4 separate regions of the Mus musculus genome follow, and regions 2, 3 and 4 are each linked to region 1. The links are chromatin contacts, called in public HiChIP or PLAC-seq and promoter capture Hi-C maps. All regions are on one chromosome and are shown on one strand. The core of a region is the stretch at or near the end of the contact, and the rest is flanking DNA. Distances in the headings are between cores, read along the strand shown.

Region 1 (5,944 bases), core at 2,263-4,762:
TTTCTACCCCCTCTCTGAGGCTACATGCAATTAGGGCAGAATCACATACAGCTAGTTGGGAGAAATGACTGGATCCCCCATGCTATCAGTACCCATTCTGTAAGAGGAGAGCAATAGCCAGCAGGCCCATATGATACTATAAGCAGGCACAACTGAACTCAGGGAGATGGCGGCAGTTTGCCTCAGAGGATAGTGCTATAGAACCCCACGAAGTGTGTCACTGAGGGTGTTTCCTGAAGCATTTAACGGAAGAGAGGAGGCTCACATGGCTATGGCAGGTATTATGGATGGGGTGTGGTTCCTTACTCACTAAATAAAACAAGCAAGAGGGTAGAGCATCCGTGTGCCATGTCTCTGCTTCCTGACTGTGGACATCCTGATGCCATGCCTCGCCTCCGTGATGGACCATATGCTGGAATTAAAGGCCAACACGATCCTCTCCCCTCTGAAATTGCTTCTTGTCAGGTCACAGCAGTGAGAAATGTAATTAACACAAAGGCCAACTTTATATCCTTTACTCACTTTCTTGCTCGGACATTTAAGAAACTAGCAACCAATCTCAAATCCTGAAGATTTCCCTTTTCCTTTTGCTAAGTTTTAGCTCTGTTGAGACCCAACCCACCATGACTGTAGCCATTTTGTCCCATGCCTGCCAGCTATTTCATACTGTTGCTGTAATGTGCCTGCCAGCCACTGCCACAGAAAAATAACTCAGATCAGGGTCATGCTGACCATATACCCTGCTTATTTTCTGTATATTCTGAGGTTTGTTAATCTTAAGAAATTGGACAAAGGTAAGCTCTACTTAGGACCAATCAGAATCAAGGTCAGTTAGAACTGTGCAGTCTTGCTAGCCAAAGTAGCTTGGGTCAGAGCTGAGCTCCCTGCAGCGCCTGCTGTTCCTGCATATGACATCATTGTGGGTTTTTTCACCTTACAAGTCAGTGTGATGGTTTGTATATGCTTGGCCCAGGGAATGGCACTGTTGGGAGGTGTGGCCTTGTTGGAGTAGGTGTGTCACTGTGGGTGTGGGCTTCAATAACCTTGTCCTAGCTACCTGGGAGTCAGTATTCTGCTAGCAGCCTTCAGATGAAGATGGAGAACTCTCAGCTCCTTCTGCACCATGCCTTCCTGTCTTGATAATAAGGAACTGAACCTCTGAACCTGTAAGCCAGCCCCAATTAACTGTTGTCCTTATAAGAGTTGCCTTGGTCATGGTGTCTGTTCACAGCAGTAAAACCCTAACTAAGACAGCCAGTCTTGAGAAATGTTCGGGGTCATAGCCTCATCCCCTGAATTCTGAGCTATGTCCCCGACTGATCAGTCACTCTTAGGTTGTGTGTTCTATAAACTATTCCTGTCTGACTGAGATTGGTGTTCAGGTGGATTATGGGTGACTGTTGGACCTCAACAAGTTCTAGCTCTTTAGATTTAATCTTGCTCCTTAAATGCAGGTTTTATCCATTTCTCAATTATTTTTTGTGCAAATGTGTGTGCATTTTGTGTGTGTATGGTGGTGGGGAGGTGGGTGGAGTTGAGAGGACAGGCAGCCTTGGCTATCAGTGTTCAGATGCCTTCTGTCTTTTTGATTGAGACAGTGTATCATTGGTCTGCAACTTTGTCTCCTAGGCCAGGCCTTCTAGAGATGCTCCTGCCTCTGCCTCATCCAGACCACCTTGCCTTACCTTTTGTGTGTGTGTGTTTTTTTTTTTTTCTCGACAGGGTTTCTCTGTGTAGCCCTGGCTGTCCTGGAACTCACTTTGTAGACCAGGCTGGTCTCAAACTCAGAAATCCACTTGCCTCTGCCTCTCAAGTGCTGGGATTAAAGGCGTGCGCCCCCACACCCGGTTTGCCTTGCTTTTTACATGGACCCTGGAGAGTGAGCTCATGGCCTAATGCTTACGAGGCTGGTCCTGTACAGTCGAGCCATCTCCTCAGCCTTTAGTTAGGATCTGTTTCTTTTGTCTTGTAAAGTCTACCTAGTTTGCTTCTCTGTTGCTGTGATAAAATTTTGACCGAAACCAGCATGGCAGAGGCCAAGGCTTATTTTATCTTGTTTTTTTATTTTTCTTATTTAGTTTTTATTCATAATCATAAACTTACCTCTACAATCCAGCTAGATTTGGAGGGGAATGAGGAAAATATGGAACCCAAGGGACCTCAGTGGGAGTAGAGATGACTGACAAGGTACTGTGAGCAGAGATGACAGGGTACTGTGATTACAAGGTACTGTGAGCAGAGATGACAGGGTACTGTGATTACAGGGTACTGTGAGCAGGGGGGGGGGGGGTTGCTCTCCTGTGCTAAAGGAGGGATGGTCCAGTGGGTAAGATGCCCACAAGTTAAAAGAATTAGAGTTGTCTACAGTTGGAAATGGTGATCTTGTTGTGTTGAAAAAAATACTGGACTCAGAACCAGCTTTCCTCAGACCTCAGGCTGCTACAAACACCCCTTTCCCTCCTTCAGTGCATGCACACACACACACACACACACACACACACACACACACACACACATTCTCTCCCCCTCCCCCAAGGCTTTGTACTCTGCACAGCCTAGGTTCAACAATGTTCTGTACAGTCCCACACTTGTGCTTAAACATGCTGCTGTTTGCCCAGTGGATACAGAAAGAGGCTGTAAATTAGTTGCTTTTCTATTGTGACCTGGAGATCCATCCCATAAACAACCACCAAACCCAGACACTATTGCATATGTCAGAAAGATTTTGCTGAAAGGACCCTGATATAGCTGTCTATTGTGAGGCTATGCCAGTGCCTGGCAAACACAGAAGTGGATGCTCACAGTCATCTATTGGATGGAACACAGGGCCCCCAATGGAGGAGCTAGAGAAAGCACCCAAGGAGCTAAAGGGGTCTGCAACCCTATAGGTGGAACAACAATATGAACTAACCAGTACCCCCAGAGTTCGTGTCTCTAGCTGCATATGTAGCAGAGGATGGCCTAGTTGGCCACCAATGGGAGGAGAGGCCCCTTGGTCTTGTGAAGATTATATGCCCCAGTACAGGGGAATGCCAGGGCCAGGAATGGAAGTGGGTGAGGTTGGGGAGCAGGAGGAGGAGGGAAGGTATAGGAGATTTTTGGAAAAGAAACTAGAAAAAGGAGTAGCATTTGAAATGTATATGAAGAAAATATCTAATAAAAAATAATAAAAAACATAATCTGATGAACGCACTCTCTCAGTTGAGATTCCTTCTTCCCAAATGACTGCAGTTCCTGCTAGGTTGAGAAAAACTAACCAGGACCAAGTCTATGGCTCCCTGTCTTCTTCTCTTCCTTCTCCATTGCTGCTCCCCAGAGGTCTTTTGGTGTGTGAATGTCTTTGCACTTCTTATTTTTTTCTGTGGCAATTTTGAAAAATTTCCAAATATAATGGAATAGCATTAGTAAATACGTACTTCTTTTTGGAACCCTGGAAATTCCATTTAAGATGGTGTCTAAAGCGGAGCTCAGGGCCAGCTAAAGTATTGTACCTGAGCTAGCACTGTGCACAGCTGCAGCCAGAGCTGCGCTTGTAACTGCAAACTGACCAATCAGTTCTGACGCTTGGTGTTATTCACCCACACCAACTGTTGGAGCTTTCGATTTCTTTAACCAAATTCTTTGTTCTTTTTTCTGGATATACTCTGCCTTTACTCAAATCAACATTTCAAATCCCGAGACTCTAAATAAAGCTATTTTGCAGTTACAGTCTCCATACTGACCACAGACAGATCATGCTTTAATCCGGTCCTGTTGAAGCGAGGCCATGCCACTGCAGTGAGTGGTCACACAGTGTCCTCTGGTGGTCATGCGGGAGAACTGCATGCATGCTCCATGGTTCCGCGGTCCAAACTAATATATTGTTAGATTAAATCATAATTATTGGGCTCACTGTTTTGGGAGTGGGGGTTGCCGTATTGATGAAGTCCATGTACAGGATGTAAGATTAATATAGAAGCTGAATCTTAGAATTTGTATGTCTGTGAGAATAATCTATTGGCTTGGACTGGAGCACTGGCTGTTGAGAGTAGAGAAAGGATTCAGAAAGCTCTCAGTCTTTGAGAATCCTGATGATGGAGGTCATGGATATCAGCTCACCACATGTGAATTTAAATTCCGTCCAACTTTTCTCCAGTCCCCATTCTCTGGCTTGGCTGGAGAATGGTCCCAGTATAAATGTAAATTCCCGTTATTTATAGAGTCTGTGGCTCTCTATTAAGTTGTGTGAATATATATTCAAATTTAAATGAAGTGGGCAAATTTCGTGAATGGAAAACAAAATGTGGTGACCCACATAATAGTTAGTGAATTGTTTCTGCTCAATCAAAAGACCAAGAAAGCCAATCCCTTCTCTTGCTTCGTGTTCTTCACCCAATCTCTTCCCAGATTCCATGTTCCTCTGCTATGTGAATTCCAGTGCAACTGTAGCTGTCACACAGAGATGACCGTGCTAATACCACCTTGGAATGCAGTAGGTTTGGAATACTGCTCAGTGGTAGAGAGCTTGCCTAACATGTTCAAGGCCTAGGTGTGGTCTTTAGCAGTGTGCACATATACAGTACACCACACACACACACACACACACACACACATACACCACCACCAAATTAAAATAACCCAGACAGAGGAAGCAGGTGGCACTGTCATGAGAGTCATCTCTCCTCCAATAGAGACACATACCTTGACAGACAGAAATCCGCTCAGAGCAGTCAGCTTCCTCTCCTTCGCAGGCACATTTCCAGATGTGGCAGCTGCCTGCATCCTAGATGCTGGGTGTGAGTGGATGTGCCCCTTTGGACCAAAACATCCTGATGTGTGTGTGTTGTCCCATGTTATCTTCTCCTTCTGCTGGCTACAGATGGAGCAAATGGATAACTTTTCTCTCTGCATTGTACTGTAGAGGGAAGCTTACCTGTCCATCAGAGACACCGGCTTCAACAGTCAGTGAACAAGCACTTCAGCTCTGGAGTACCAGTCCTCTGCCCCAGCACACATGCTTGGGGCCCGTGGCTTTGGCAGCTAGTGTTTATGTAGTCAGTGAAGACATTGGGTGTGTGTGGCCTCTGATATCTTGATTTGTTTTTTTCTGGATCAACCATTGTTAACTTTTCCTGGAGAGATGAACAAATATCTACTTACCCACATAGGCAACCAACAAAAGACCAAAGAAACCATACCATTCAAGTATAGCTCAGTGAATCGATTAATTTAACTGTTGTTGCCTACAAGGTCATAGCCAACTTACAGATACAAGTTGCTGGGAGCTCAAGTGTGCCTGGAGGCCATGTTCCACGTTATTCTCTGAATGAGATGGGGTTCAGATAACTACTTGTGGAGTTAACGCTCTGTCCAGACACACGAGGGAACCACCTAAGTGACAGAAGATTTGACCTGGCCTGCCATTTCACAGGGTTCAGTCTGATTGCTTTAGCAGAATGTCATGGTAGCTACAGAACGTGGTGGCATGGACTCCTTATCTTATGGGAGGTAGAAAGGAGGAAGAAGAGTAGGGGGGGAAGGGAAGGGGAGAGGATGAGTAAGAGAAAAGAAGAGAGAATAGGAAGAGAGGGAAGAAGGGAAGGAGGAAGGAGAAAAGCGAGGGACAAGGTACCATTGTTAAAGACACATACACACCCCTGATCCACTTCCCAGTTAGGCCCCACATTTTAAAATTCCCCAAACCTGCCAAAATAGCGCTACCACCACCTGGGACCAAGTGTTTAACACAGCAGCCTGTTGGAGACATTTCACATCTAAGTCATGAAGCTGGTGTCCCCCTGGTCTCCACCATGTGCTTCCACCTGCTTTCTGCTAGGTGACCATGGCTCCTACATAGCATGTCTGTGGATGCATCATTCAGCTAAAGGGACCCCATTTAAAGGAGCAATGCTTTCTTTGGTGTGTTGCTTTCTTCTTGAATTGTTTCTCTATGCCTTGAGTGTGT
Region 2 (5,370 bases), core at 2,235-4,734, 850 kb before region 1:
CACAGGAAGAGAAGTAACTGACACATCAGTTATTTCATTTCGTCTCTAACAAATACATCCATCTGGCTAATATGGCTCTCTGTAGTCTTCTATGTTATAACCATACTTGTCACTTACATCCAATTTGGGGAAATCCGACAGAATCTGTGACAGTCTGTCATGGTAATTCTGTTGAGTAAATTTGACTTTTCTCATATAAAAATGTCGAATCCGATGAATTTGATAATGTTTATGAATAACCGTTGGAGTCTTTCGTTGAGTCTTGGATAATGTTAGGTCAATAAAGTCCTATGATTAAAGAGAATAATTAAAATTCAAACATTTGCTTATAACTTTCTTAAAGCATTAACCCAGTAGTACATGGTTTAAACTACAAAATTTACTTTTTCAAAAATCAACTGTTTTGTATACAACTTGGCTCATCTTTATAGTTTCTGGCCTTTATGAAAACTTGCTACCCACCACCAAGACTAAGATAGTTGGGAGAATCTCAACCCTCCTCAAGAATGCCTGACCAAAAGGGACAGTGCTGGTAGTGTCTCTAAGTGTCAGAGCCTTGCATTATTTATGCCCTCAATCGCTCAGCCCCTACACCAAGTATGACACCAAGATCAACTAGGCCATGCCTCACAAAGACCCAGCCCCTGCCCCTGATAATGGGAGCATGCTCCATGTGTCCAACCACGCCAGGACCTGAGTTTGGAATGGCTGAAAAACTTGTGAATACTTCCAACTGATGGAGGAGGCCCCTTCCTTGTCACTCTTCCAATAAAAATATGCCTGGGGTAGAAGAGAGGACTTGCTAATGGTTGCTGAAATATATTTTACCCCATGTTTTTTAATGCTATTTTAACTTTCAAATAAACTCAAGAATAAATCAGAAGAAAAAGAGCCAGCTCTTCAATTTCAAGGATTTTGTAGCTTTGATTTTAAAGGGGTATAAAATGAAAAATCTAAAACTCATCATCTAAAATTTCCTGGGTATGCTGAGTAGACTATTTGAGATATTTGTACTTATTCACTTTTACCCAACCATAGAAAGCTGTTCTACTTTCCCTTGATCACTTCCATTAATTGAACAATATTGATCATTTTCTATAATAAAGGATAGAATGAACACAATGCTGAAGACAAAACAGTGAAGAAGACACTAAGATCCAACGAAACAAAACCAAAGGCAAGCAGGTAATCACAATACAGTCTGCCAGATTACGGAGAGCATGGATACTCAGGCCTGCTGCTCTTCTACTCTGTTCCTTTCCATGGTCCTCATATCTTTTAAAAGTTGCCTACTGAAAAGTTTCTCCAAACTCACCCATTTATTAGTATATTCTTTGTTTTTATTTTTCTAATCAGGGTTTCTCTGTGTGTAGCTTTGATTGTCCTGGAATTTGCTCTGTACACCAGGCTAGCCTCAAACTCACAGAGATCTCCTGCCTTTGCCTCCTCAGTAGTGGGATTAAAGGCATGCACTAACACCGACTGCCCAGTTCTCACTACATTCTTATGTTATCCCAAATCTCTGATATTTACAGGAGTTTATAGTCAGGGTTCCTCCCACCCAAGCCCTCGCCCACCAAAACAGAGAGATATTTGAGTTCACTTTATAAAATGGCACAGTACTTGTGTGTAGAAGAATCCACATATATTTGTCATATACGGTAAATAGCTGTAACTATATGTAGGGAATGCTCCTTTAAAAAGTCTATGTGCATGGTGGCTCACGCCTTTAATCCTAATCCTAGAGGCAGAAATGTATAAGTTCCAGGCCAGCCAAGGCAGACAAAAAGAAAGCAAACAAACAAAAAAGAGAAAATAAAGTCTATGTACATTAAATATAGATGCAATTTTCAAATAGTGTTTTTAATCTGTGTTGGTTGACTCTGGATTTGAACTCATACAGAGGGCCAATTGGAGCTCACACTTCTCCATCATACTGCGGTGGGTATAAACACATTCAGTTATTCCTTCAGAAAATCCTTTTTTTTTAAGATTTATTTACTTATTTATTTATTATATATAAGTACATTGTAGCTGTCCTCAGATACTCCAGAAAAGGGCATCAGATTTCATTACAGACGTAACGTGGTTGCTGGGATTTGAACTCGAGACCTTCGGAAGAGCAGTCGGCGCTCCTAAACCACTGAGCCATCTCGCCAGCCCCCAGAATATGATTCTTAAAGACGCAGACTATTCTATGTGTTTCTATACACAGAACTTGGCACACACTTTACAAAAGCACCCCATACTCTTCAGATTGACTTTTTATTTCCCACCACCTATCTACACACATGCAAACTCATCTGCAAACAGACCTCCTTCAGGGCAACAGAGACAAAGGCTGCCTTTCCTAGGTCAATTATATCAACAAAGTTCCTTTGACCCAATGAACTCTATTTCCAGTGAAATAAAAAGTGTACGAGTTCCTTCAACATGCACTTGAGAAGTAGTGGCGACAGTCTCGTGGGCTAAAACAAAATGTGATTCCTACATGTAGTTTCTTTCCAATTATTACAAACGTGTGAAAAACGTATCAGAATGGATATCAGAAAGAGGAAGAAAGGAGAAATACAGAGACGTGTAAGGAAAACAACTAGTGGAAACATGGTTTTTGTCTTTTCAAGACAGGGTCTTTCAGAGATCCGCCTACCTTTGCCTCCCTAGTGCTGAGACTAAAGGCGTGCACTACCACGCCCACCAGAAAATACTAGTTCTTTACACAAGTTTTCAAAGCAAGCTCATTCAGAAAGGGGGATGTCGAAAACACCCACACTGCGGTCAATTTAACGATAGTGACACTGGTTCCTCTAACTGATTCTGCAATTTAATGCCCATGGCTTGCCAGAGAAACCGGTGTATCCTTTTAGGTTCTTTAGCCTACCTCATTCTCGACATTTGGGAGGAAAGCATCTTGCTACGTTACATAATGTGGGCCTGGCTACTTGCGTGCTTATAACCAATTGCATCTTTTAAGTCCAACGACAAAATGACAGCTACCTAAAATCTTTTTAGACCGTGACGTCACGAATCAAATTCTACTTAAAGGGGAGGGTACTCACACGACGCTCACCACTGGCCCCTTCAGGCTTCCTACCCTGCTCCTTACTGTGGCCACCACCCAGACACTTTGTCCCGTCGGCAGGCCACACAAGAATCATAGGCTCTGGAACGGCCCTGATGTCTTGGAGGGATTCTAGGGCTTAGGGTACCCAAGGACAGCAGGAGAGGGGCTTGGTTTCAGAGAGTGGGACTGATCTCCGAGGGTCGCGAGGACAAAGCCTAGCAAGCGGAGCTCCGCACTGAGGGCCGAGGGACTGCACGGTGTCCTCCCTCCCCCAGTCTCGGGGATACAGGCCTGGACCCTCCCTGGCGACTTGTCGGGGAAATGGAGATAGGCGGAAACGACCTCTGTCACCCCTACCTTGGCAGACGGCACCACCGTAATCTTCTTGAAGTTGTAATGCGCCATGCCGGCGGTGGAACGCACGAGGAACCAGGAGAAGCGGAGGACCGGACTTCCGCCGGCGGAGGTGGGCGGGACTTCCGCTATCCGGCGTGACACAACTTTGGCTGCCGGACTCAAGCGTTACATCATTTCCTGAATGTCCGCGAGGCGTGGCCCACGCGTCCGCCTAGACAGGCTTCTAGTCCCACAGCGTCCCCGCTCGGCCGGGAAGTCCGCCGCCAAGAGCCGCGGTAGAGATCTGCTGGGTTTAGAGGTGGGAGAGATAACCTTGCGGGGTGAAAGGGAGACTCCCGGCTGGCCACCTTGGCGGGGCTCTCAGGAAACACTGCCCTCACCCAAGCCGGCTTCGGGGCTCCAAAGGGTGTTTCCAGCCACCTCTGGGGACGCCGCGGCCAGAGCGAGTGACGAGCGGGAAGACGCAGCGCGGGGCTTCTGCATCACTTTGGTGTCCCTTGAGCAAGAAAGGCTGTCTGTCGCCTGGCAGTGTGGAAAGTTATTTATTCGAGTAAATTATGTTGACGGGGCTTCTGTTAATGGAGTAGACTGCATACTTCCAGGTGGCCCGAGTTTCCTCTCCTGACCTTGCAGTCTCGAGGTGGTTTGTGGGTGCTCCACCTTCACCTGACCTTCACCTGACATGGGCCAGTGAAAAAACTCTGCCCCCCACACAGCTGCCCAGAACCCAGGCACCAGACATAGACACAAAGTCTGATCCGTACAGACCTACATGGATTGAAGCCAACCTTCCCACTTGCGTTTTCCCTGTCAGTTTAATTAAGCCACCCATTTCTTTACCTTAATCCATCTACTCTTGCCTCATGATTATCTTTTAACTAAAAGACCCTTTCTCAGGTGTTGCCATCTTCTTCAAACCTTTCTCCCTATTTTTCTGTGACATCCATCATTCTGGTACTTGATGTCTAGAATGCAGTCTTCTTTGCTAATTTACCTTCCTGAGTCTCTCCCTAACTAGATAATCCTCAAGGTTCTTCCTCTCCTCAAAGTCTCCTTTCTCCTTTCTCCTTCACAGCCCCAGTGTGGACTACTTTGATAATACAAGTTGCTTTCAGCCTGGTGTCTTTTTTAATTACAATCAGACATTTTCAATCAGACTCCAGATATGTTAAATTGGGTATTTCCCAAGAGCATTTACTTTCTGCTTTTCTGACTAAATGCATCTCTCTGTGCTGTTGGAAAGGACAGTCTCGGGCTGGTGAGATGGCTCAGCGGGTAAGAGCACTAACTGCTCTTCTGAAGTTCCTGAGTTCAAATCTCAGCAACCACATAGAGGCTCACAACCACCCATAATGAGATCTGACACCCTCTTCTGGTGCGTTTGAAGTCAGCTACAGTGTACTTATGTATAATAATAAATAAATCTTTGGGCTGGAGTAAGCAAGAACTGAGTGAGGCTCGGCAGTGGTGGCGCATGCCTTTAATTCAAGCACTTGGGAGGCAGACACAGCTGGATTTCTGAGTTTGAGGCCAGCCTGGTCTACAGAGTGAGTTCCAGAACAGCCAGGGCTACACAGAGAAACCCTGTCTCAGAAAAAGCAAAAAGGAAAAAAAAAAAAAAAAAAAACTGAGTGAACTGAATTGATCGGAGCAAGCAGGGTGGACTGGAGCAAGCATAGGTCCTAAAAATTCAATTCCCAACAACCACATGAAGGCTCACAACCATCTGTACATATACAGTGTACTCACATACATAAAATAAATAAATCTTAAAAAAAAAAAAAAGGCCAGGCGTGGTGGCGCACGACTTTAATCCCAGCACTCGGGAGGCAGAGGCAGGTGAATTTCTGAGTTCGAGACCAGCCTGGTCTACAAAGTGAGTTCCAGGACAGCCAGGGCTACACAGAGAAACCCTGTCTCAAAAAACCAAAAAAAAAAAAAAAAAAAAA
Region 3 (5,520 bases), core at 338-2,837, 570 kb before region 1:
TAACCTGAATGATATTAATACTATGTGTGAAGATCAAGGTCATATGCTTTCACAACTGCTGTCTGATTGGATTTCAGACCTGCCTCACAGGAGGAAACATATGCCTGGTACTGCAAATCTGGCTGGGGAGATCATAGGTAGGAGTGAACCTAACCTACTATTACTACTCCGCTAAAGGGACGAGGCATCAAACTGCCCTCTAAATTTGTATTTCTCTACCCACAGACTAGTGCAGACTTCCGACCTCATCAGAGGAATTTCTTTGTGTAGTGGTTGACACAGAAACTCACAACTGATCAAAGTGGAGAGAATAGATGTCAGTAGAGTGCTCAGTCACAAATAGGGCGTCTGTATCATAACCCCACACCCGAAGCTCAGAGACCATCACAGAAGACGGAGTAGAAAGATTGTAATAGTCAGAGGTTGAGGAAAACTGGGAACAAAACTGTCTTCTGGACACGACAATACCTCTGGACTCACAAACTCACAGAAGCTATGGTTGCCAGCACAGGATGAAGGCAGTTAACATTCTAGCATGCCATAGCAAAGGGCTAATGAGCTCCTATCCCTATGGCCAGTTGATGGCTTCTCGGGGAGGGAGAGTCAGTTTTTTATTATTTTTTTCCATAAGGATGTGCCTCCTGTGAGATCAGCCATCCTGAAATATTTGAGCAGAACAAATTGGAGTCCATAGGTTATTGAATAATAATAATAATAATAATAATAGACATAAAATTGGGATAGTAGAGAGGTGGGGATGACTCTGGGAGGAGCTAAGGGATACATTGTAGGAGATTCTCAAAGAGTTAATAAAATGCTTTAAGAAGCAGGTGGATGTTTAATGTTAGGAGATGCTGTTTTTACTTTGGTTTTGTGGTGTTTGGGGCTTCAGGGGCAGCTAGGTGAGATTACTCTGGAGACAGCTGGCCATGCGAGAATGCCCCCAAATAGTCAGACTCCGTATCAGCCATTCAGAATAGACATTGATACCATCACAGGCGATGACCAAAGGGAAAAAAATTCACAAGAGGTAGAAGAAAAGCAGGGGATGATATTGTAGGATGTGAGGGAGAAGACACTTGCTGAAGACTCCTTAGGCTGGACAGTGTGTGACAGACCCAACCTACCTTGATTTATTTCCACGGATGGGAAAAATGAAGTCTAGACAAAACATTGTGTGTTTCAAGGTCATATAGTAGTCTGTTCTAGATCCATGCTTTTAAACTTCAAACCTAGGACTCAATCTATGTCTCATGCTGTTTTGTTTTTTTTTTTTAATTATTTTTTCCTCTTAAAAGTATTTTAAAAAAATCAGCCCTCGATGATCCAGAACATTTGAAGTTTTAACAAGCAGGCTAGGGTGTGCTTCCGAATGCCTTCTTTATTTTTCTCCTTGAGTCTTGAGGAGCCTAACTAAGCCTCAGGGTTGGGAAGACCCCCTCCTAAGGCCAAATGCACCACTGTCCCACGAGCGCGCTCTCGAAGTACTCGCTGGAGGCCCCGCCCCCCTGAGCGCGCGCCGCCGTGGCACGTCCGCGCGCTCCCACCCTCCGCGCGCGCCTTCTTGTTGCCCGGTGCGCGCGCAGCGGCGCTCGCTCCCGCCGGGGCAGGGCGGCCGCGGAGCAGCTCGAGAGCCCTGTGGCCGTGACCGCGGGCGGGCCCGTGATCCGGTGCCGGCCGAGCGGGGCCGGAGCCCGCGGCTGGGGGAGGCGCGCAGAGAGCCGGGCGCGAGGCCACCGCCAGGGTCGGGGCCGCGCTGAGGAGGCTGAGGAGACTGACGAGGCACTGAGGAGGCGCTGAGGAGACGCTGAGGAGGCTGACGAGGCGCTGAGGAGACTGAGGAGGCGCTGAGGAGACTGACGAGGCTGAGGAGGCTAAGGAGAAAATCCCCGCGCGCCTGCCCGCCGCCGCCCGGCCTCCCGCTCCCGCCCGCCCGCCGCCGCCTCCTCAGTGCGGCTCCTCCGGGTTCGAGTGGCGGCCGCTGAGGAGCCCTCCGTCGGCGAACAAAGAGGAGGCCGGCAGGGCGGAGGCGTCTGCGGCGAGCATGGCGGACCGCAGCCTGGAAGGCATGGCTCTCCCGTTGGAGGTGAGGGCCCGGCTGGCCGAGCTGGAGCTGGAGCTGTCGGAAGGTAACAGCAACCCCCCTTAGCCCCGCGCCCGGGCCGGGCCGGGACACCGCTTCTCTGGAGCGCGCTCGGGGCCCCGCGGGCCGGGCCGTGCTGTCACTCCGGGGAGGGCGCGCGCCGGGCCTCGGGGTGGCGGGGCCCCGGCCCTGACCCTGGCCCGGGCCCCGTGTGGTGGCCCCGGGGAGGGTGCATGTGTGTGCATGTGCTTGTGTGCGCGCGTGCTTGTGTGTGTGTGTGTGTGTGTGTGTGTGTGTAGTGTGTGTGCGTGTGTATGTGTGTGTGTGCACGCGCGCGCGTGTGCGTGCCGCGGCCCCCGCCCTCCAGGCTCAACTGGCACGGTGCAGCCGCGATGCCCCCTGCGCGCTGCGGCTGGGCCCGGGGCTCCCGGCTACGAAGCAAGATGGAGCAACCTTTAGGGCTGCGGGGGAAATGGCCTTGGTGGGGATGTGCGCTCTTCCCTAATGGAGAGGCGCTGCGTCCTTGATGCAGCTGCAGTACCACCACCACCACCACCACCACCACCACCACCATCATCACCACCACCACATGCACCAGCAGCACCACCAGCACCAGCACAGCACATGCTTCCACGCTCCCTGCTTGGGGACGGCCTCTGAATGGCCTGATTTTAATGCGAAACTTGTCAGTGGACTTCGGGATTGGATCCCCCTGAGGCTGCAGGCACACGGTCCTGTCAGCGGGAGGAAGATAGTAGTACTATTGTTCCGGCGTGTTTGTGACGAGCTGGTTGAGTTAGAGCCCTAAAACCTCCCCCCTCAGGCCAGGTTGGATGCCTCCTTCCCATCGTGCCGGATAGAGACATTGAGACTTTGCGGCTGCTCTGCTGTGATTTCACGGAGTGTTATATACGCTTTCGTCTTTGCTCTTCATGGTGGACATCATGTGCTCAACTGTCATAAGTTTCAGCTTGGGTTTTGTAGGTTCTTTTTTCCTTTTTCCTCCACTAAAGTTCCAAAATGTGTCTAGTAATAAATATTTAGCGGTCATCCCACTCATTGAGAAGACTACAGCTTAGTGGTGTGGAAATGGCCTGTCGTCTCTCTTGAGTTAATATTTGGAGCAGTTTAGCATGGTAAACTTTTTTTTTTTTTGGTAACGATTTGTGAGGGCCAGCAGCCAGAACGTAAATTCATTCGTGCCAGTTTTCATCATGGGGAGGAGCTGACGTTGACTTTACGTTTTCCCTTTTAACACTTGCAGGGTGGAGAGTAAACCAGGTGGCTGTAAGTGTTGCTTCTGTTATCAGATTCTCATAGATTAGACATTTTCTTTATCCCGAATTTGGGGTTCTCCAAGGTGTTTTGGAAGCAGTCCCTGGGAAGCTCCAATGGAGGAAAAGATAATGTGTCCCAGACTGTGCTTCCTGCCTCAGTTCTGACCATCTAGAGATAAGAGAGAGCATCACCCTTCCACAGGCAGAAAGGGCAGGGCTGAATTCTTTAGATTTAAACTGGAAGATGAGGTATGCAGTGTGGACAGTGTATTTCTAGTAAGTAACTATAAAGAAACATTTGTGTTTTGTTAGACTTGAGATAGACTGTCTTCTTCAGCTTACCAGCGCTGTTTTATCGTCTGCATCCTGTATTGAAAGCACCCCTTCCCATTCATGTTCTCACTCAAAGCAAGCACCTCTGCTATCTGCACTATGTTAATGTGATGTGTCTCTGCCCACCCATACTTGAAAAGTGAGAAGCCATCTGAACCTGCATTGAGCCCTTTCCGCAGGGTCTGAATCTCCCTGCCTACTAGGAAGTCAATTCACATTTACTCTCAAAGCCTCACATAATGCCTGGAGCCACATATCCTGCTCTCCTCTTGTTGAGAGTAGCTGTCTGTTTTGTTTTTAGGTAACAGCGGTCACCTGTCATGATCGATCACTCTTGAAGAGTGAGTGTTGCCCAGAGAAGTATGGAAAACCACTTTAGATGAGGTGTACTTAGCTTAACTCCCTGTGAGCACCTTGTGTCTGTATAGAACTTAGAGGACTCAATGAGTTTCTTGGTGAATGGGTGGGCTTAGAGAAGTGTGTACATATATTTGTATTCAGGAAGTCCTTTTCTATTTTCTTTTTCTATATGAGCTATGTTGAGACCTGACCTAAACTTTTAAGAATTACAAAAAGAATAGAATAGAAAAGAAAAGAAAAGAAAAGAAGAAAAGAAAAAAAAAAGCCTTTTGTCACTGTGTTCAGCTTCTGCTACTCCTTGGAACCTGCTCTTCTCCCAGCCCCCACCTCCCATCTATGTATTAGCTGTGCTACCTTTGACTTTATTATAAAGTGTGGCTTTGTCATTGTTGAGTTTTGATTGTGATTTACAAAAAACCATTTGAAATTCCATGTCTTGTAACCAAGGGGATTGTTTTCCTGGAAGAGATGAATCAATTTGTTTTCTAGTATTGCTGCTATTCTAGTATAGAAACCTAGGAGGTGAAGATCAAGAATCTCTGGGTCTCTTTACCTTGCCTAACTGGGAGAAAAAAATCCCAACATACCCAGTTTCAAAGTGAAAACTTAGGATGACTTTTACTGTCAAATTATTGCAGTGTACTGCTTCCCAGTATATTGTCCACCAAAATCTATATGGAAAGAGTTAAGTTCCTTGTCTGTACATGCCTTTAATCCCCGTGCTCAGGAGACAAGCAGTTCTCTGAATTCTAGGCCAGCCTGGTCTTTGTAGCAGGTTCCAGGCCAGCCAGAGCTACATAGTGAGACTCTGTCTCAAAAAAGAAACAAACAGAAGAGTTGGTTATTTTATTTATTCAACTATCAGAATATCAGAAAGTGTTACAGGAAAATCTGTGGAATTTCCAGGGCTCATTTTCTAAGAGGAGAATAAAAGAAAATTCCATTTTAATGACATACATTGAAAAAAAAATGACCAGACTATTAAAGTTTTTATATCAGCTACCAGCCTAAATGAGTTGTAGATTACCTAGATTTCTATACATTGGTTCACTTTGGGTCTGTACCATCTACTGGGGTGCTGTTATATATACTGATGCTATTTTTATTTGATCAAGTTATTGTTTGTTTGATAAGGATTTGTCCATTGGTAACTTGGCTGCAGGTTTTTTGTTTGTTTTAACCTTCCTGCTTTATTGTGCCTTTGCTCTTTCTCTAGCCTCTGTCACTGCCCAGTGCTTCCTTCACTGAGAAAAGCTAGGCTTTGTTTGCCATTATAGAGTCTTGTCAGTAAAACCCAAGAGGTTTTTGCAGGAGGTGTAGTGTGCAGCTTCTTATATTGATTCAGACAGCCCTGGGCCTACATGTGTGAATATATTCACTGGTGTGGGGCCAGGATCTTGGATCTGTTTAGACACTTGAGTCTGGACATGAGCTGGGGAAAAAGCCATTCCTGAGCTGGCTTCTACA
Region 4 (5,499 bases), core at 737-3,236, 750 kb before region 1:
AGAGGACCTAGAAGGGAGATAGGATCACAGGAAAGGGGCGGGGGGGGGGGGGCGTGGGGGGAGATAAGCAAGAGTAGATCAGAAGTAGAGGGTAGGCGTATGAGGGAAACAGAATCATAGTGATTAGGACCTAAGATGCTCTGGATCGTAGGTTCTCATCTCTCCCTCTCTATCTCCCTCTCCTCTCCTTTCCTCCCCTTCTCCCCTTCTCTCTCCATGCTACGAATGGAAGCCAGGGCCTTTCATATGTCAGGCAGGCACTATCACTGAACCACATCCCAGGGGATTTATAGGAAAAAACACCTATTAAATGCTGACTTGGTTCTCAGTAAAAACTTTGTATAGGCTGTGCTTTATTCTAGCATAGACTGAGTTGACTCACCCAATGTCTTAAGAATTCTTAGTACACTAATGTAATTGGAAAGTTAGGGTGTCTCAATCTACAGGGTAGGAAAGGAAATAGACCGTTTTCACTAGTTTGTGAAAGTCCTTCTTTTTATGCAATAGTACTTAATGTTATCCTGTAGGAAAGACAAGGAGCCATGAAGATCTTTGTTGACAAGATGGAGAAGATATATTTGAAGGACATACCTGTTGGTACTCTGGATTAGGTGTACCAGTTGCATTTACGGACACCAAATACCCCGAGGTGTTAACAGCAGGCAGAACTACCAGGGAAGGGAAAAGCATTAATAGTACTAATGTTGTATATTCTTTCCAGTACCAGAGGCAAGCTTTACTTACAATTTATTATCTTTAGAGACACGTCAATGAGTAGGGCACATAGTGCCAGGCAGTACTTCCAACTCGGGAGGTGGGAGGCAAAACAATCAATGCGAGGGAGCCAGCCTGTGTAAAAATAGTGAGAACTGGTCTTTGAAGAAGAAATACCGTGAGAATAGTTACTATGAGACTAAATACTGTGAGAATGCCTGTGAAATAGTTAACTAGGAAACAGTCTTAAGCCTAGTAACTGCAACAAGGTGTCACATAGAGGCTGGGTGAGGTGGCTCACTTGGTTAAGGCCTTTGCTCTGAAGTGTAAACACCAAGAGTTTGAGCATCAAGACCCAGAGGGAGGAAGAGAAGAAACTCCCACAAAAAAGACCCAATACAGGAGAGTCAAAGATGGTTCTTCCAAAATGCACTCTTCAGTATTTGAAAAATGTTCCTAGAAACCAATGAGCAGAACCATGGTATGGTATGGTATGGTATGGTATGGTATGGTAACCATGGATATTGTTCCAAGAGAGCTTTTTCATTCGGGAAAAATTCGTATGGCTTCGAATAATGAATTATAGACAGTAAGCAACCGGCGAATAAACGCAGATAAGTAGGCAGCAAGTTTTAAGTAAAGTAAATGTAATATACGTTTTTTCTTTTTTTTTTTTAAAAGAAAATCGATAAAAGAAGGGTTTTAGTATTTTCAATTCTCTGGGAAGCGACAAGAGCAGGTTTCTTTGCTTATCCAAATCATTCTTGTCCCATACTGAAGTCGGGGAAGCTGTAGAGAAATGCCGGACATGGGTCCAGGTCCTGGGGACAGCGGGTCCGGAGCGAGGGGTGCGCTTTCAGGACGCCACCAGCCTGGGACGCCCCACACCCCAGCACTTGCTCATAAGATGCTAAGCTGCCTACAACTGGCGCTCCGACTGCTACAGGGCGGGGCTTGCAGAATGGGCGGGGAGAGACGAGGTGTGCGGCGCGCGCAGCAGCTCAGGGCGGGGCGGGGCGGGGTGGGGCGGCGCGGGGCGGTGCGGGGTGTGGGGGGGGAAATTGGCGTCGTGCGCGCACGCGCCAATCACAGATGCCGCGAGATGGGTGCGCGCCGAGAGGCCGGGGGAAGTAGAAGGGAGGACTCGCGTCCCCTCTTAGCCAATCGCTACGCAGCGCCTCCATGACGCTAGGCTCTCCTGGGCGCCAAACGCCAGTCGGCGGGCCGGGTGGGTGAGGGCGCCGGGGTAGGGCGCGGGGCCGCGCGGGGGTGGGACTTCCGCAGGGCCCCGGAAGTGGGATCTGTGTGTTCTCATGCGAACGGGAAGGAGCGTTGGGGATCTGGAGTCTCGAGGTTGAGACATTTTCGGGCCCGAAAAAGGAAGGATCGGCTGCCGTCGCTGCCAAGTCCGCGCCCGCTCTTCTTTGCTGTCTCCGGCCCGGCCCGGCCGTGCCGCCTTTTCTTGCCGTCTCCCTCCTCGGCCGTCCCCGCGTGTTTTGCGCGGTCGCCGGGCACCGGGGCTGCGGCGACGAGCCCGCGGGCGGCCGGTCGGGCGGGGCGGGCGGCTGACAGGTGAGCGGGGCGGTCCTCGGTCACCGACGGGGCGGCCTCCCTCCGCGCCCCGTGCTCGGACCCGCGCCTCCACCAGCCTGTCACCGGGCCGCCATCTTCCCGGAGGGACGGGGCCAGTGGCGGGCAGGGCCGGGCCCGGGCGGGGAGGGGAACGGCACAGGGCCGGGCTGGGGCCGGCGCTGGGGAGGACAGAAAGAGGGGCAGTGCCGCGGAGGGAGCGGCAGGGCAGGCTGGACTGTGGCCCCGATAGCCCGGGGTAGGCTGGACCTGGGAGGACCTGCGGGCCGGGGTCAGACCTGACTGACACGGCCCTGGCCGGGGAGGACTGGAGCGAAGTGAGACGTGTGCAGAGTCTTCCCGGAGGCCGCGTCTCCCAGGCTCTTGGGGGTTTGCCTATGCAGCCCGAGGAGAATGGGCTGGGGTCGCAGGCCACCATCGCCCCGAGGGCAGGCGGGCGGGCCCCGGGGACCCGCAGTGCGGCGCCCGGGGCCTCGCCCCCCTCGGTCCCGCCGGAGACCGGCCAGACAGCCGCGCTCGCTGCTGCGGGGAGAGGTGGCTCATTAGGGAATCGCATTCCTTTAGAACCAGGAAGTTAGGATCCTGTTGCTCGAGTGTGTGTTTGGAATGCTGCTCCCTTTTCCCCCATACACTTGATAGACTTGAGCGGGTCCGACTTTGAGATAGTTAAGAAATAAAAATTAAATGTGAAGACTCATGGTAACCGGCCAGGAACCTCTTAACCACCTGCTTCTCAGTGGTGTATAGTAGAACATGAAGTTTGTTGAGTTGAGGTCATTGCATCTTGTGACTTTCAGTGAATGTAATCTTGTTAACCCCCTCGTTTTTTGGTGTAAGGTGGCTTTGAATTTGGACTGACTCGAAATGTGAGAAAACGACCCGGAGAAAAATGATCTCAATCTGCCTTCCATTCGCGACCTTCTCACTGGCGTTGGAATACTTTGTTTTAATCATAAACTGAAACTTTGAAGTTTTCCATAACTGAACAAACGGGAGGGCTTCCCATGGCTGCAGTGGAATTAGTTTGTAGCACACAGTCAAACAAGGGAGTTTTAAATAGAGGCAATAGCAACTGCATTTGTTTCTTTTAGGATATTTAGCTGCTTCCCTTTTCAAATTGAGTTGAATATTTAAAATGCACTTGCAGTTTGTTTTGAGTTGGTGTTTGCAAGACCACAAGAGGAGAAAAGGGTGATGGTTTTTGTTTTTGGTGGTCTTTTAGTATATTATGTGCAATTTCTATACTTCCCTAACTTGGTTGGCTTCTCTTATTTACAGTCAGGGTTAATTTAATTGAGGCTTTTTTTCTTCGTGCTTAATATACCAAAATCCAGTATTGTAATCAAATTGTACAAGAAATAGTTTAAGGAGATTTGTTGGGAATTGCTAAAGTAGAATGCTCTCTGAAAGTTTATTTTTTAGTTAGTACATTTTCCCTTAAAACTTTAACTAGTTAGAAATATATTTCATCTCATATTTTGAAAACTAATGTGACTTGAGTTGACTTATTTATATGGAACGGCATGGCTTCTTAGTCATTAGAAGCTATCCTGAGCTCACCTTTGATTCCAGCACTAGGGAGGCAAAGGAAGGGAGGCCAGCCTGGTCTACAGATGGAATGTCAGGGCTACACAGAGAAACCTATCTTGAAAAAAACCAAAAACAAACAAACAAAAAACTTACTTTCTTGGTGACTAAAATTTTGAAAAGTCTCATAAGACTGATGTAAGCATGAAGCATGCAGATGTTTGCTTTTTGCTATTTTTATTGTTACTGAATTCCTAATTTTGATATTCTGCCTTATAGGTGGCAATTTTAATTTATTACTCATGTCTTGATCACGTGTCTCTGTCATAGAAGACAGGTTCTGAGACAGCATATAAGTTTGGAGAAGGGAGCTATACTATATGTGAGTAGGCTCCAGAGAGAAAATAGATGATTATAATGGGTGTAGAAGTTTGCATTCATTTTTCCACACTGTAGAAGAGCAGCTGAAATGAAGTAGCTGAAATTTCATAGTAATGCTTTGGGGGCTTGTCCATTTTGTAAAAAAGAAAAAATCCTGAGATTTGAAGAATTAAATATATGTGACTTACCTAAATATGTACAAAGTTTGACAAAGATGTATTTAAACTCTGTGGAAACAAATATTTCACTTAACCACCTGTTTTCATGAAGAAGTCTTCACAATGTTATATGAAACGAACTTCTGAATGTTAAGTGAAAGTCTGTATAACAGTTTAATGGTGATTACAGTAAACAGTGCCTTCAAGAAGCAGCAGGCACTCAGAGTTACAAACACTTTTAGACATGGCTCATGTTAGCAGCCAAGAAAGGGCTGATAGACTCCTCTCACTGTCGTTTTTATGTCATGGGGCATTCACACTTCTGCTGAACTATGAACTAGGGTTATAGTCTGGATCTCTTCTTCTAGTGAGAAGTGATGGTCTTTTATGGTCTGCTGCATAGGATGAGGTTAATTCCTGTGAAGCCCATTTGCTCTTACAGAGTTAAAGGCGGAGTTTACAGTATTTAACTAACATACAGTGCTGCTGTCGATACTTTGAGATTAAAGTATATTCCTTCCTTAATTTTAGATTAGTAGAAGCAGAAAAATTGTATCTTGTTGTAATTTCCACCATTGAATCATTTTAACCTTAAAATGCAGATGTTGGAGGTGAGTCTGTTAAAAAGGGTTAGTGCTGCAGTTTGCTTATATTATTTCATGTGAAGAAATCTTGTTTTGTTGTAGCTTGTTTTTGTTTTTCTGTGAGAGTTAATTTTAGAGTACACAGTAAGTGAGCCCATTACAGGGTTAAATTCATGAGAACCCAGTTTAGTTTAAATGTTTTCCCCTGATTTACTTGGCAGTTCAGAAGACTGAACCCTGGTACTTGGTTATGCTAGGCAAAATCTATACTCCCAACCCTCTTTAATAAATTAATTTTTTTTTTTTTTTTAAATTAAGGCCAAAAAAAAATCACTAAGTTACCCCCAGGCCTTTATCTTGCTGTCTCACCTGACAGTAGCTGGGATTACAAGCATGTACCCCCAGGGCTAGCGAGTTTGCTCTCATTGTTAGACTTGTTGATGTTTTGGAGCTGACGCTCTCTGCAGTTACTGTAATTAGAAATGGATTTTCTTATTAGGGCATGGAATTGGAATAGCAAGCCTCTAGATTCCCTTAAGAAAAGG

Evidence for each region. Promoter capture Hi-C pulls out the DNA fragments that hold promoters and counts their contacts. HiChIP or PLAC-seq counts read pairs in DNA pulled down with a chosen protein or histone mark.
Region 2: a contact with region 1 is called in a promoter capture Hi-C map of hippocampal neurons, with 8 times the contacts expected there. The contact joins the promoter of Gtpbp4 here to the enhancer-like site in region 1. A contact is called at or near these places in 5 of 39 promoter capture datasets (the 3T3-L1 cell line, the C10 cell line, cranial neural crest and 2 more), 6 of 484 Hi-C or Micro-C datasets (cerebral cortex, cortical neurons, myocytes and 2 more), 11 of 115 datasets of contacts at active chromatin or transcription factors (DN3 thymocytes, cardiomyocytes, embryonic forebrain and 8 more) and 2 of 9 other capture datasets (embryonic stem cells and liver).
Region 3: a contact with region 1 is called in an H3K27ac HiChIP or PLAC-seq map of VIP interneurons, with 8 times the contacts expected there. The contact joins the promoter of Dip2c here to the enhancer-like site in region 1. A contact is called at or near these places in 4 of 39 promoter capture datasets (the C10 cell line, cranial neural crest, frontonasal cranial neural crest and 1 more), 2 of 484 Hi-C or Micro-C datasets (bone marrow-derived macrophages and stem cell-derived neural stem cells) and 5 of 115 datasets of contacts at active chromatin or transcription factors (VIP interneurons, astrocytes, embryonic limb bud and 2 more).
Region 4: a promoter capture Hi-C map of hippocampal neurons shows a contact between it and region 1, with 5 times the contacts expected there. The contact joins the promoter of Larp4b here to the enhancer-like site in region 1. A contact is called at or near these places in 6 of 39 promoter capture datasets (the 3T3-L1 cell line, the C10 cell line, cranial neural crest and 3 more) and 11 of 115 datasets of contacts at active chromatin or transcription factors (DN3 thymocytes, astrocytes, bone marrow-derived macrophages and 6 more).

Annotation. Positions count from the first base shown.
Region 1 is chr13:9,843,214-9,849,157 of GRCm38.p6, forward strand. No RefSeq gene overlaps it. Among named protein-coding and RNA genes, the nearest start is that of Gm40665, 50 kb to the left of the region's middle. Within about 2 kb of position 3,513, at least 27 of the 459 cell types and tissues checked have an H3K27ac peak or open chromatin away from gene starts, as enhancers often do. A contact at or near this core is called in VIP interneurons, hippocampal neurons, neural tube and 1 more, where this site is marked.
Region 2 is chr13:8,992,528-8,997,897 of GRCm38.p6, forward strand. Gtpbp4 (GTP binding protein 4) reads right to left here and starts at 3,485. Exons shown (of 17, transcript NM_027000.4): 1 at 3,422-3,485; 2 at 118-288. The coding sequence starts at 3,469.
Region 3 is chr13:9,274,938-9,280,457 of GRCm38.p6, forward strand. Dip2c (disco interacting protein 2 homolog C) reads left to right here and starts at 1,588. Exons shown (of 37, transcript NM_001081426.2): 1 at 1,588-2,129. The coding sequence starts at 2,045.
Region 4 is chr13:9,091,895-9,097,393 of GRCm38.p6, forward strand. It overlaps Larp4b (La ribonucleoprotein domain family, member 4B), which reads left to right and starts at 1,987. Exons shown (of 18, transcript NM_172585.3): 1 at 1,987-2,286.